Regions from separate parts of the Sus scrofa genome. Here region 2 is linked to region 1. A link is a contact called in public Hi-C data. All regions are on one chromosome and are shown on one strand. Each heading gives the region's core, a stretch centred on a gene start, on an enhancer-like site or on the middle of the called end of the contact. The rest is flanking DNA. Distances are from core to core; before and after follow the strand shown.

Region 1 (5,336 bases), core at 1,379-3,878:
AACCAATTAACACATATAAAAAACAAAGTGTGGGGGTTCCCATTGTGGCTCAGCAATAACAAACCCAACTAGTATCCATAAGGATGCAGGTTCGATCCCTGGCATCGCTCAGTGGGTTAAAGAAACCAGGGTTACTGTGAGCTGTGGTGTAGGTCACAGACGCTATTCAGATCCCAAGTTGCTGTGGCTGTGGTGTAGGCCAGTAGCTGCAGCTCCAATAGGACCCTAGTCTGGCAACTTCCATATTTTGCAGGTATGGTCCTAAAACAAAACAAAACAAAAACTGGTTACTAAAGGGGAAAGGGGGTGGAGGAGAGGTAAATGAGCCATTACAAACCACCATATATAAATAGATAAACAGTAAGGTCCTACTGTAGAGCACAAGGAATTATAATAAGCCATCATGGATAGAAAAAAGAAAAAAAAATAGTTATCTGTGCCTTGAGATATTAGCCAGTAATAGTAGTAGCTGTATATAATCTGTAAATACATAAATATAAATATATTGAGAATACATGTCCCATTTTTTAACCTATATACAATGAAAAAAAAAAAAAAAGAAGAAGTTTGGTTGCTAGCACTCCCGAGCACTGTCATTAAAGAGATTCCACTCTAACAAATGCATGTTTCTGATTCTCCAGCATGACTTCCTAAGCCTGAGAGAGACTCTAGGGCTCGAGAGCTGGTTGTCCACCTCTTGGCCAAGGGTGTTAAGACATGGCTTCCACAGGCAGCCCCCTGAGTCCTGGTTGAGGATGGGGGGTTCCCAAGGAGTTGGTGCTGTGAAAGGGGCAGCCTCCCAGGAGGTCCCCACAGAAGAGGAACAGGAGGGTGATGTGGTCAGAGAGGGAAGGGCAGGGTGGGAGGAGCCGAGCTACCTCCGTCGTGGAACAGAGCTGATGCTCAGATGCCTCCTGAGTCATGCTCTGGGCTCCCCCATCAACTTGGGCAGCCACCTCCAGGCTATGCATCCCTTTTCCCTAGTGCTGGAAATTACAATAACTCTGGCTCGGGTTGTCAGGGTCAGAAAGTGAGACACATGGGCAAGAAGAAATCTCGACAAGGCTCTTTACGTCTGCAGAAGGGCACGGGTACTCCAAAAAGTGTGCGCGCAGAACAAAGGACCCTCCCCTATTTGTTCCTAATGCAGGTGATATACCTGTCCCCTTCCCGTTAGTCAGGTCAGGGCGCACACTCTTCCCCACTGGCTAATTTGAAACACATTGTCAGTGGGAGAAGAGGGAAAGGGGAGGGGTGGGGGTCACAGGAAGGCGACTCCCGAGTAAGATGGAGTAACCAAGATTTCCTTTGATAGAAAAGACATTATGTTACTTTCCACACTAGGAACACCAAGGAGGAGATGGGGGGTGCCTGGTGCCCCTCTAGCCCAAGAACAAGAAAGAAGCTCTGCATAAACAAAGCACTCTGTCCTGGGAAGAGCAGCTTGTATACCTGAAAACACAGCAACACAGACGGCGAGGAGGGGTTGTGATGTCCCCTGGCGCCTGCACACAGCCCTGACCCCCAGGGGCCAGGCAGTCAGAGGAAGGGAAATGCTGAGTCTTTGTTTCTCCTTTTTAAAAAATATGCTGAAAAACAAAAGTGCCTTAGTCTAGTGGAGAACATTCCCAGAAACGCCATGGCACCAACTGGCTGCAGATATGGCAAACCATAGCTGCTGACTAATGCAGGAGTTTGTCCTTGGTTTTCAAGGTCAAACTGTAAATTCTCTGGGACATTGGCAGTGATTTTGGCACAGGCCATGCTAACTAATGGACTGAGTGGGAGCGATCCAGATGATTTTGTTCTGGGTAGGACAGGATTGGGTTACCCTAAAGAGCAGCCTTCTGCCTGGAAGCTGGCCTAGACTTTTCAACTCTCTTATTAGAGGGAAGGAACCATTATTTATTACCTCTGGGAAGATGTAAGTTGTTGTGACCCGGGGTGTCACTTCAGGTCTGCAAAGAGGGGCTCCTACTTCTAGAACCTGCCTTCCCCTCGTCCTCTCAGTGCCAGTGGCGTTAAAAGCCCTCCAATCTCCAGGTCTGGTTTCTTAGCAGCTAGAATTCCTGCGGAGAAGATGCTCTTAGGCAGCCCAGCCCCCCAGCCTCTCCTGCCCTCCTCTGATGCTGTCCTCACAAAACACTCACTCCCCACTGGCTGGCCAGGGAAACAAATGCATTTCTGTCCGTGAATCCACAAGACTTCAGTTTGGGGTTAAAAGCATAGAAAATCATAGTATCAGTTATCAGTGTTGTAGCTCTAATGTTACCCTCGTCAAATCACGGCTGATTAAAACCAGCCCTGTTAATAAACCACAGGCTTTATTTCCCCTCAAATGTCTATAACCACTTTCTGCCACCCCTATTAAAAGGAAAAAACCCAAAGAAAAACACAGCTTTGGAGCCCGAGTGCTGCTTATTCCCCAGAGAAGAAGTGAACAAGAAAGAAATGGTTCTTTTTTTTTTTTTTGCCTCACCTTTCCCCCACTTAATGGAGGAAATAATGGAATCACCGATTTTTTTTCATAACGAAAGGGAGAAATTAATAAGAAGCCGGCGGGTGTTATCAGTGGTCTGCAACGTTAGATCAGCTGAGACTAGTCCTCTGCCTCCTAAAACAAACGCATTTGCCAACAATTCCCTGTGTCTGACTCACATCCTCATTACCTCCTTCTCCCTTTCCCCTGAAGGGACTGATTTTTTTCCTCCCATCTAAGCCAAAAAGAATGTCTCTGGATTAAGGAGACTGATGAAAGCATTTTTAATATTTGAGTTCAGGTTTGCAAGCTCCATAAAAGCCACGTTTCCCCTGCTTTGTCTCCTCCGACCCCACCGCCCTTGTCAATAATTTTGTGCCCCCATTTGCTCTACAGAAACCAGCCAAGACCCTTCTCCAGACGGAGTCTCTGGCCCCCTGGCCTGCTCCCCACAGCCTCCTCTCTGCAGGCCACCCCCGGACCCCCACCCCATGCAGGATGTGACATCTTTCCAAAATCTTTCAGAAAGTGGGGGCGGGGAGCCCCCGGGGGTTGGGGTGGGGGAGGAGGCTTGTAATATGACATCTTTCATGTTGATGCCATATGTCCTTCAAGCAAAGACTGGTTTGACGACGACGTGCTGAGCAGCTTGGAGAGGAACATGTTGCAACCCTGGAGGGGAAAGTTTTGACAATCCATTCCAAGGAAAACTGGAACCTTCCACACCCACCCCGCCTTTGACTAATGGAAGGTGGAAAGGAGGGGAGAAGTGTCTTCCCAGGGCATGGAGATAATGGTCTTTGTGCTTCGTTCTTCCTACATTTGTATCACTGTTACAAAGCTATTTTCCTTGGCTCCTCAAATTCATGGTAAATTCTGCCAAATTTACCGTAAATTCTAGGAACCTTGAATTACCTTGTGTGTAATAGGATTTGGCTGGAGGAACCTTACCAGAAAGAGCTCACATCCAGTTTGATTCAATGGTTCTTGAGAGGCAAGGGACCTAGTTTGGTTTTTATTGAGGGGAGGGGGTTGTTTTGTTTTGTTTTGTTTTGTTTTTAAAGTTGTGCTCATCAGGCCACCCTGAGACTGTTCTGAGCTTGGGGTCGGAAATCTGATTGTTCATTGGGCAGCTCTGCCATACCACCCAACTGCCTGGCCTTATTGTTGTACCCAAAGTCCCCCTGGTTTCTGGGCAGAAGCATCCCTCGGAAGCAGTAAAAACCGTCTGCCACCAAAAGCCTCACTCGGACATTTTTCACCTCTTTTCATATCCTGTCGCATCACCGTCCACAGGATAATTGTTTTCAGATGATGGCAATGTACCAAATGACACACTAAATGACAGATTGGTGTGCGTGTAGGCGTGTATTTTATGATGGGCTCTACACCGTTCTTTGTAAGAGGACATGATCAATGTCATCTCAAGGTACAATTCCCTGAAGAGATTGGCTGACATGCAAACAACCAGTGCCATGAATCACGCAAGAAAAGCGTCCCTGTAATAGAAGAGAGATGAACCGTCTTGTCTAAATGAGTAGATTGTAAAGTGTGAGTCCCTGATTTTTTTTCAGTGTGCATGCTCTAACAATTGTAGTATATTTTTTGTGTCTTTTTTTTAGGGCCGCACCCTCAGCATATGGAGATCCCCAGGCTAAGGTTCAACTCGGAGCTGTAGCCGCTGGCCTATGCCGCGGCCAAAGCCATGCCAGATCCAAGTCGTGTCTGTGACCTACACCATAGCTCATGGCAATGCCAGATCCTTAACCCACTGAGCGAGGCCAGCCAGGGATCGAACCTTCGTCCTCATGGGTCCTGGTCAGATTCACTTCCGCTGATCCACGAGGGGAACACCACAATTGTAATATTTTTTACTTTAATGACAGCAAATATTTCCATATTAAAGATGATTTGTTTTTAATAGCACGAATGACCAAAATAGCATCTCACTGGTGTTCGTCCAGAAGACCAGGAAAACTAATTTACTTTGTGCCAGGAACTGCTTCTTCACAAGGTGCAGTATTTAATCCTGACGATAGTCTCATGAGGCAGATAGAAGTCAAAAGACACCCAGAGAGAATGTGTCACTTGCTGAAGATCAGTCATTGTCATCACTTTGATTGTCATTATCATCACCATATCTGCCCTTTATCTGGCACCAACTTTAAGCTGGGGCTCTTTGAAGTATTATATCAGCATAATTTATAGTCCCATCAATAACACTGCATGGTAGGGATTGGGGCCCTTAGTTTGTAAATCAGTGAATCAGAGATTCATCATCTTGCCCCCAGCAACACAGTTAATAAGTAGCGGAGTTGAGATTCACATTTATGTCAGCGACTGCTGAGGCTCATTGTCTGTTGATTTTTTTTTTTTTTTTTTTTTTTTGTCTTCTAGCTATTTCTTGGGCCGCTCCCCACGGCACATGGAGGTTCCCAGGCTAGGGGTCTAATCAGAGATGTAGCCGCTGGCCTACGCCAGAGCCACAGCAACTCAGAATCCGAGCCGTGTCTGCAACCTACACCACAGCTCACGGCAACACCGGATTGTTAACCCACTGAGCAAGGGCAGGGACCGAACCTGCAACCTCATGGTTCCTAGTCGGATTCGTTAACCACTGCGTCACGACGGGAACTCCTTGATTTTTAAATATTAAAATTATTGGAGTTTCTGTCATGGCTCAGTGGTTAACGAACCCAACTAGCATCCATGAGGATGCGGTTTGATCCCTGGCCTCACTCAGTGGGTTAAGGATCCAGCGTTGCTGTGAGCTGTGGTGTAGGTCGCAGATTTGGTTTGGATCCCGCATTGCTGTGGCTGTGGCATAGGCCAGTGGCTACAGCTCCAATTCAACCCC
Region 2 (5,533 bases), core at 2,319-4,818, 150 kb after region 1:
ATAAATAAATAAAAACATACAAAACCTTAAACATACAGCAAAAAAAAAAAAAAATCATCCTATTGATGCCTAAGTTTCTTCCTCTATAAAATGGGTTAAATATAGTATCTATTGCATAGCCTCCTTGAGGGAATTAAATAAGTGAGTATGTGTAGCACATTTAAAACTATGAGTAACACATAGTATTTTATCAATTGTGACTCCTTTTTAAAATCCGTCATCTTAGGAATATAATAGAGAGTAGGAAAAGAAGTGGAAATGAGAAGTGGCTCTTTTGAGCAGCAGCTCTCTGTTTTTGCTTCTCTCTGCGCTTTCTTTGTACTCAAAACTTCTTTTTCATTCTCTCTCTAGGAAGCTTTCACATGGGTGTGTATCGGTGGGTGGGTGAGCTCGCAGGCACACTGGTACACACACCAGCTCATGTGTCCATGATGCCATGGTAACAGGAGTAAGTAATGTCATTCTGTCACTGCCTCTGATCAGAGTGGCCAGATACCAGAAATACTGGAATTTATGGTGAATTCAATCAGCACCAACTAAAGTCAGTCATAGGTGCTATATTTCACACTCACCCACCGTTGTCTACAGTCTAGGACTTACCACAAGGTTCTGACTTGTTCGCTGTGTCTCTCCACACCCATCCTTACCCTGAACACAGCAGGCTGAGACTGAGACCCTATCTTCCACTGTCTGGTTTCTCAAACCCACACAACTGCACCAGGCTTGGCTAGGTGGTCGAATGGAATAAGCAAGAAAGAACTCCTGCTGAAATAGCCTGCTGTTGCTAAAGTGATAAAATGACTGCTGGTCATACTCTTGGAGGAATTCCTTTATGCCCTCACTTCCTGCAGATTCAGACTCCCGAGTTACTGAATCAGAAATGCACTGGAGTGTTGGAAAAGTCACATATTTTTAACAGACTATTGAAAACATTACATATTTTTAGTGGAGTAAAAAATTACATATTTTCAGTGGAATAAAAAGGCCTTCAAAGTCATCTGATCCAGCCAGCTCATTTTGCAAAAGGAGAAAATGAGACCCAGAGAGATTAAGTGCTTGATTTCAGGTCACACAGAGCTGGAAACACAACCTCAGAGTTGGAAACACAACCGGTCATCTCACCTCTTATTTCACTAAACATCATTGGTCCTATCATAGGCTTGAATAAGTTGCCTTTATTTTTATAACTGGCCTTCCCAAGACACAATTCTGTTTTTCCTCATCTGTAAAAACCCTCAAGGAACTTGGCAATTTACTAGCATTTATTCTGTGCATTCAACTAAGAAATATTGAATGGTAGCTTATAAGTGGGAGAGTATGCTGGCTGGCCAATTATCCTTTTTTAAGTAGAAATCATGAAACCCACCTCTACGTCAATGAAGAAGTGGGAGCTATACACTGGGAACCATATCTAGTCACTTATGATGGAGCATGATGGAGGATAATGTGAGAAAAAGAATGTGTGTGTGTGTGTGTGTGTGTGTGTGTGTGTGTGTGTGTGTGTGAGTGAGATTGGGTCACTTTGTTGTACAGTAGAAAATTGGCAGAACACTGTAAACCAGCTGTAATGGAAAGAAATAAAAATCATTTAAAATAAAAGAAACAGGAGTTCCCATCATGGCACAGAGGAAATGAATCCGACTAGGAACCATGGGGTTGTGGGTTCCATCCTTGGCCTCCATCAGTGGGTTAAGGACCCAGCATTGCCGTGAGCTGCGGCGTAGGGGGCAGATTCGGCTTGGATCTGATGTTGCTGTCGCTGTGGTGTAGGCCAGCAGCTGTAGCTCCTATTGGACCCCTAGCCTGGGGACCTCCATATGCCACAGGTGCAGCCCTAAAAAGCAAAAATAAATAAATAAAATAGAAAAAAAAAAGAAGTGGAAGCTATAAAAAATCCAGGTATCCTTGTGAATTTAATGAAGTCAAAAGTACCAATGACAGGGAGTTCCCACTGTGTCTCACCAGGTTAAGAACACAGCTAGGATCCATGAGGATGCGGGTTCGATCTCTGATCTTGCTCAGTGGGTTAAGAATCCAGTGTTGCCATGAGCTGCAGTTAGGGCACCAATGTGGCTCAGATCCAGTGTTGCTGTGGCCGTGGAGTAGGCTGGCAGCTGCAGCTCCGATTCAACCCATAACATGGGAACCACCATATGCCACGGGTGCGGCCCTAAAAAGACCAAAAAAAAATTTTTTAGCCTCAAATATTTCTTAGGTTATACTTACAATGAAAAAGTATCAATTATTTATCTGTGACTCGAACTTATCTGGGCATCATGTGTTTTATCTTGCAGCAATATCTGAGGGAAATGGGCATTTCACAGTTGGGTTATGGCTCCTCTTCATGTGCCTGGAGACCTGTTACCCCGGTGAGAACGTTCCATGGAGCGAACACATAGACACAGGAAGGAAAATCCTAGAACAATTAGGGAAGAATAGGATTCCTACTTTGTCAACCAGATCAGCGCTCCCATCCCAGGCAGCCAATGAGGTGGTGGCCAGCTTCTTCCATCCAACCTCTTTTCCATTGTGAAAATTTGCTACATAAATCATGGGCATTCTTTACAGCGCAGATGAGTTTCTGAATGGAGTAGGAATGAAATCACATTTCTAATTGGAATATAACAACTGTATTTACAACAACGCTTAAAATAAACTCTTCCTCTCCGCCTCCCCCTCTCCCTCTCTCTCTCTCACACACAGACACAGAAGCAAATTCCACCCTCTCTTACCACAAAAGATCCCTCTCTAATTAAAACTGTATTGCATTTTCATCACAGTTTTTCTGAAACTGAGATGGATAGCTATCTATCTCAGGTTCATATATATATAAATGTGTGTATATACATAATACATACATATCTATATATAATTAAGGTGTATATGTATATATCTCAACCACAGCCTGGCACAAAAGACCGCAAGTATTTTTAACTGTTTTCAATGAGAAAAAAAAAAAATCTGCCTTCCCTCCTCACAGCTCACTTCCACTGAGCATTCCAACACCACCTGCTTCTGTTTAAGCAAAGAGTTGCCCAATTTTTCCCCCTAAACTGGCTTCGATTTAATTATGGCTTTTGTTTTAACCCACACCACTTGGTGATTAAGGCAACAACAGAAACCAGCAGAACCAAAAGAAGCTGGCATAAAGTTTTGTTTCAAATAACTGGGGAAATATCTTCATATGCTTTTCGTCCCTGTAATACAGCTGCCAACTATGACGTTAAAGACTCTCCAGGGGAAATATCCCTGCTATGACCACTTATGCCTTCCCTTTGGAAACTTGAAAGGACCCTCAAAGTTCTCTAGATAGTTTCAGTCAGAGCCTGGCTCTTCCTGATTGCTTACGGATGACATCGGAACCATCTAAAATTCCACGGCAAAGACGCAGTGGAAATGCCCGTATGTGTGCAGCTGGTTAATACCCATGGATTATTCATGAAGTTCCAAATTGGTCTCAAGGAAACAACAGGACAAAGGACTCAGCCACCAGCTTGACTAACTGGAAATCCGATCGGATGAGGTTAGCCTAGTCATCAGAACGAGGGCCCTCATCAGATCTGATTTCCGATGAGCCTCAGCTGAATCTGAGCAGAAAACACAAAGCAGCTGTTATTGCGGATGCTACAATGGGAAGGGCTAAGATCCTTCCACATCGACAGGACTTGGGTAGTAAAGGACCCTCAGTGACATTTCCTCCAGAAGTCACAGATACGAGCCCTGCTTCATGGCCCTCCATAGGGAGCCAGCGGAGTTCCCATTGTGGCTCAGTGGTAATGAACCCGACTAGTTCCATGAGGTTGCAGGTTTGATCCCTGGCTCTGCTCCGTGGGTTAAGGATCCGGCATTGCCATGAGCTGTGGTGTAGGCCAGCAGAGGCAGCTCTGATTTGACTCCTAGCTTGGAAGATTCCATATGCCGAAGGTTTGGCCCTAAAAGACAAAAACAAACAAACAAACAACAACAACAACAACAACAAACAGATAGCCAGCCCATTTTGAGGAGGGCCAAAGGCTGGGGACTAGGCAATATAGAAACATCTGAGGATGGATCCTAACAAAACCTTGAGGAGCCTTCTCAATGGAAATGGCAAAGCTAAGCATCAAAGACAGTACATGGCCTCTGGGTTGAAGTCTCTTTTCAAATTCGAATTGGCTTTAGGTGTTCTCCTTTTTTAGAAGGAGGATTTGATACACAGAGAAAGTGATGGCTTTTGTCAGAAGACGGTATGGGAGGGAGTTCCCGTTGTGGCTCAGTGATAACGAACCTGACAAGTTTCCATGAGAACACAGGTTCGATCCCTGGCCTCATTCAGCGGGTTAAGGGTCTGGTGTTGCCATGAGCTGTGGTGGAGGTCACAGACTCGGCTCACACCTGGGATTGCTATGGCATAGGCCGGAGGCTACAGCTCTGATTTGACCCCTAGCCTGGGAACCTCCATATGCCTCTGGTTTGGCCCTAAACACACACACACCAAAAAAAAAAAAAAAAGAAGAAGAAGGTGTGGGAGTGGCGCACACTCCCAGAGGTTTGGGTCAGTGCTCAAAAAGCAACTCTCAGAGTTCCCATTGTGGCCCAGCAGAAATGAGCCTGACTAGTATCCATGAAGATGTGGGTTCAATCCCTGGCCTCACTCGGTGGGTTAAGGATTCAGCATTGCTGTGAGCTAAAGATTCTTGACTTTGTTTAATGACTGAAGTATTATTATTTTGTCTGGCTTAACTGTTTTCCTTTCTGCATTGTCTCATTTCTCTGATTAAATTTCTTCTTTTTTTGGCCACACCCACAGCACATGGAAATTTCCACAGCACATGGAATCCAAGCTACAGCTGCACCTCCACCACAGTTGTGGCAACACCGGATCATTAGCCTGCTGCACCACAGTGAGAACTCTTAAATTTATTCTTTGTCTAAAGGTTTTCTGCAGACAGAAGGCAGGCAGAGAACATGAGTGGAGATCTATTCTTAAGGTCCTGCTCGGTTACAACTTCACCATGGGGCCTTCCCAGGACTGTCTCAGCTTGCAGAAGCTGACTCATCTGAAGTCATGCCCCTCCCCAAGGTGGTCCATATGTAATCACTGATCCATCCCAGCCCAATGTGGGCCAACTCTGCAGGGCCATTCTAGCTCCAGAGTGCACATGGAGTCAGCGGAGACCGCTGTGTGCCTGCATTCTGCCCACTCCTGATCCCGTTCCCCACCCCAAGGACCCTCCTTGATAAACAGCCCAGACCCAGAACCCCATCTCAGAGCTGCCTCACAACCTGGGACACCGTGTCCATCTGAGATTTCCTTGACAACTTTCTGGGGAAAACTTGCTAAAATCTCCAGCTGAACTATGGGATTACGCTTGGACCATTAATTTCTCATGCCTGAAAAATAATCCACAGGAAACTCGGATCATCAATTTGTTAGGGCATCTGACTCAAGAACATGTGTTCCTTGGCTGCAAGAATTATTAACATTAGGACAGACTGTTATCAAACAAAAAGCAGCAGCAAAGAGAGCTAGCGTGGTTAAATGTGATCGGGG

Evidence for each region. Hi-C and Micro-C count contacts between places; a contact is called where the count stands out from the background.
Region 2: a Hi-C map of omental adipose tissue shows a contact between it and region 1, with 1.7 times the contacts expected there. The contact joins two enhancer-like sites. A contact is called at or near these places in 7 of 47 Hi-C or Micro-C datasets (alveolar macrophages, embryonic fibroblasts, heart right ventricle and 4 more) and 1 of 2 datasets of contacts at active chromatin or transcription factors (skeletal muscle).

Annotation. Positions count from the first base shown.
Region 1 is chr10:28,700,318-28,705,653 of Sscrofa11.1, forward strand. No RefSeq gene overlaps it. Among named protein-coding and RNA genes, the nearest start is that of GAS1, 190 kb to the left of the region's middle. Within about 2 kb of position 2,629, at least 20 of the 83 cell types and tissues checked have an H3K27ac peak or open chromatin away from gene starts, as enhancers often do. A contact at or near this core is called in embryonic fibroblasts and omental adipose tissue, where this site is marked.
Region 2 is chr10:28,849,888-28,855,420 of Sscrofa11.1, forward strand. No RefSeq gene overlaps it. Among named protein-coding and RNA genes, the nearest start is that of ZCCHC6, 140 kb to the right of the region's middle. Within about 2 kb of position 3,569, at least 6 of the 83 cell types and tissues checked have an H3K27ac peak or open chromatin away from gene starts, as enhancers often do. A contact at or near this core is called in embryonic fibroblasts and omental adipose tissue, where this site is marked.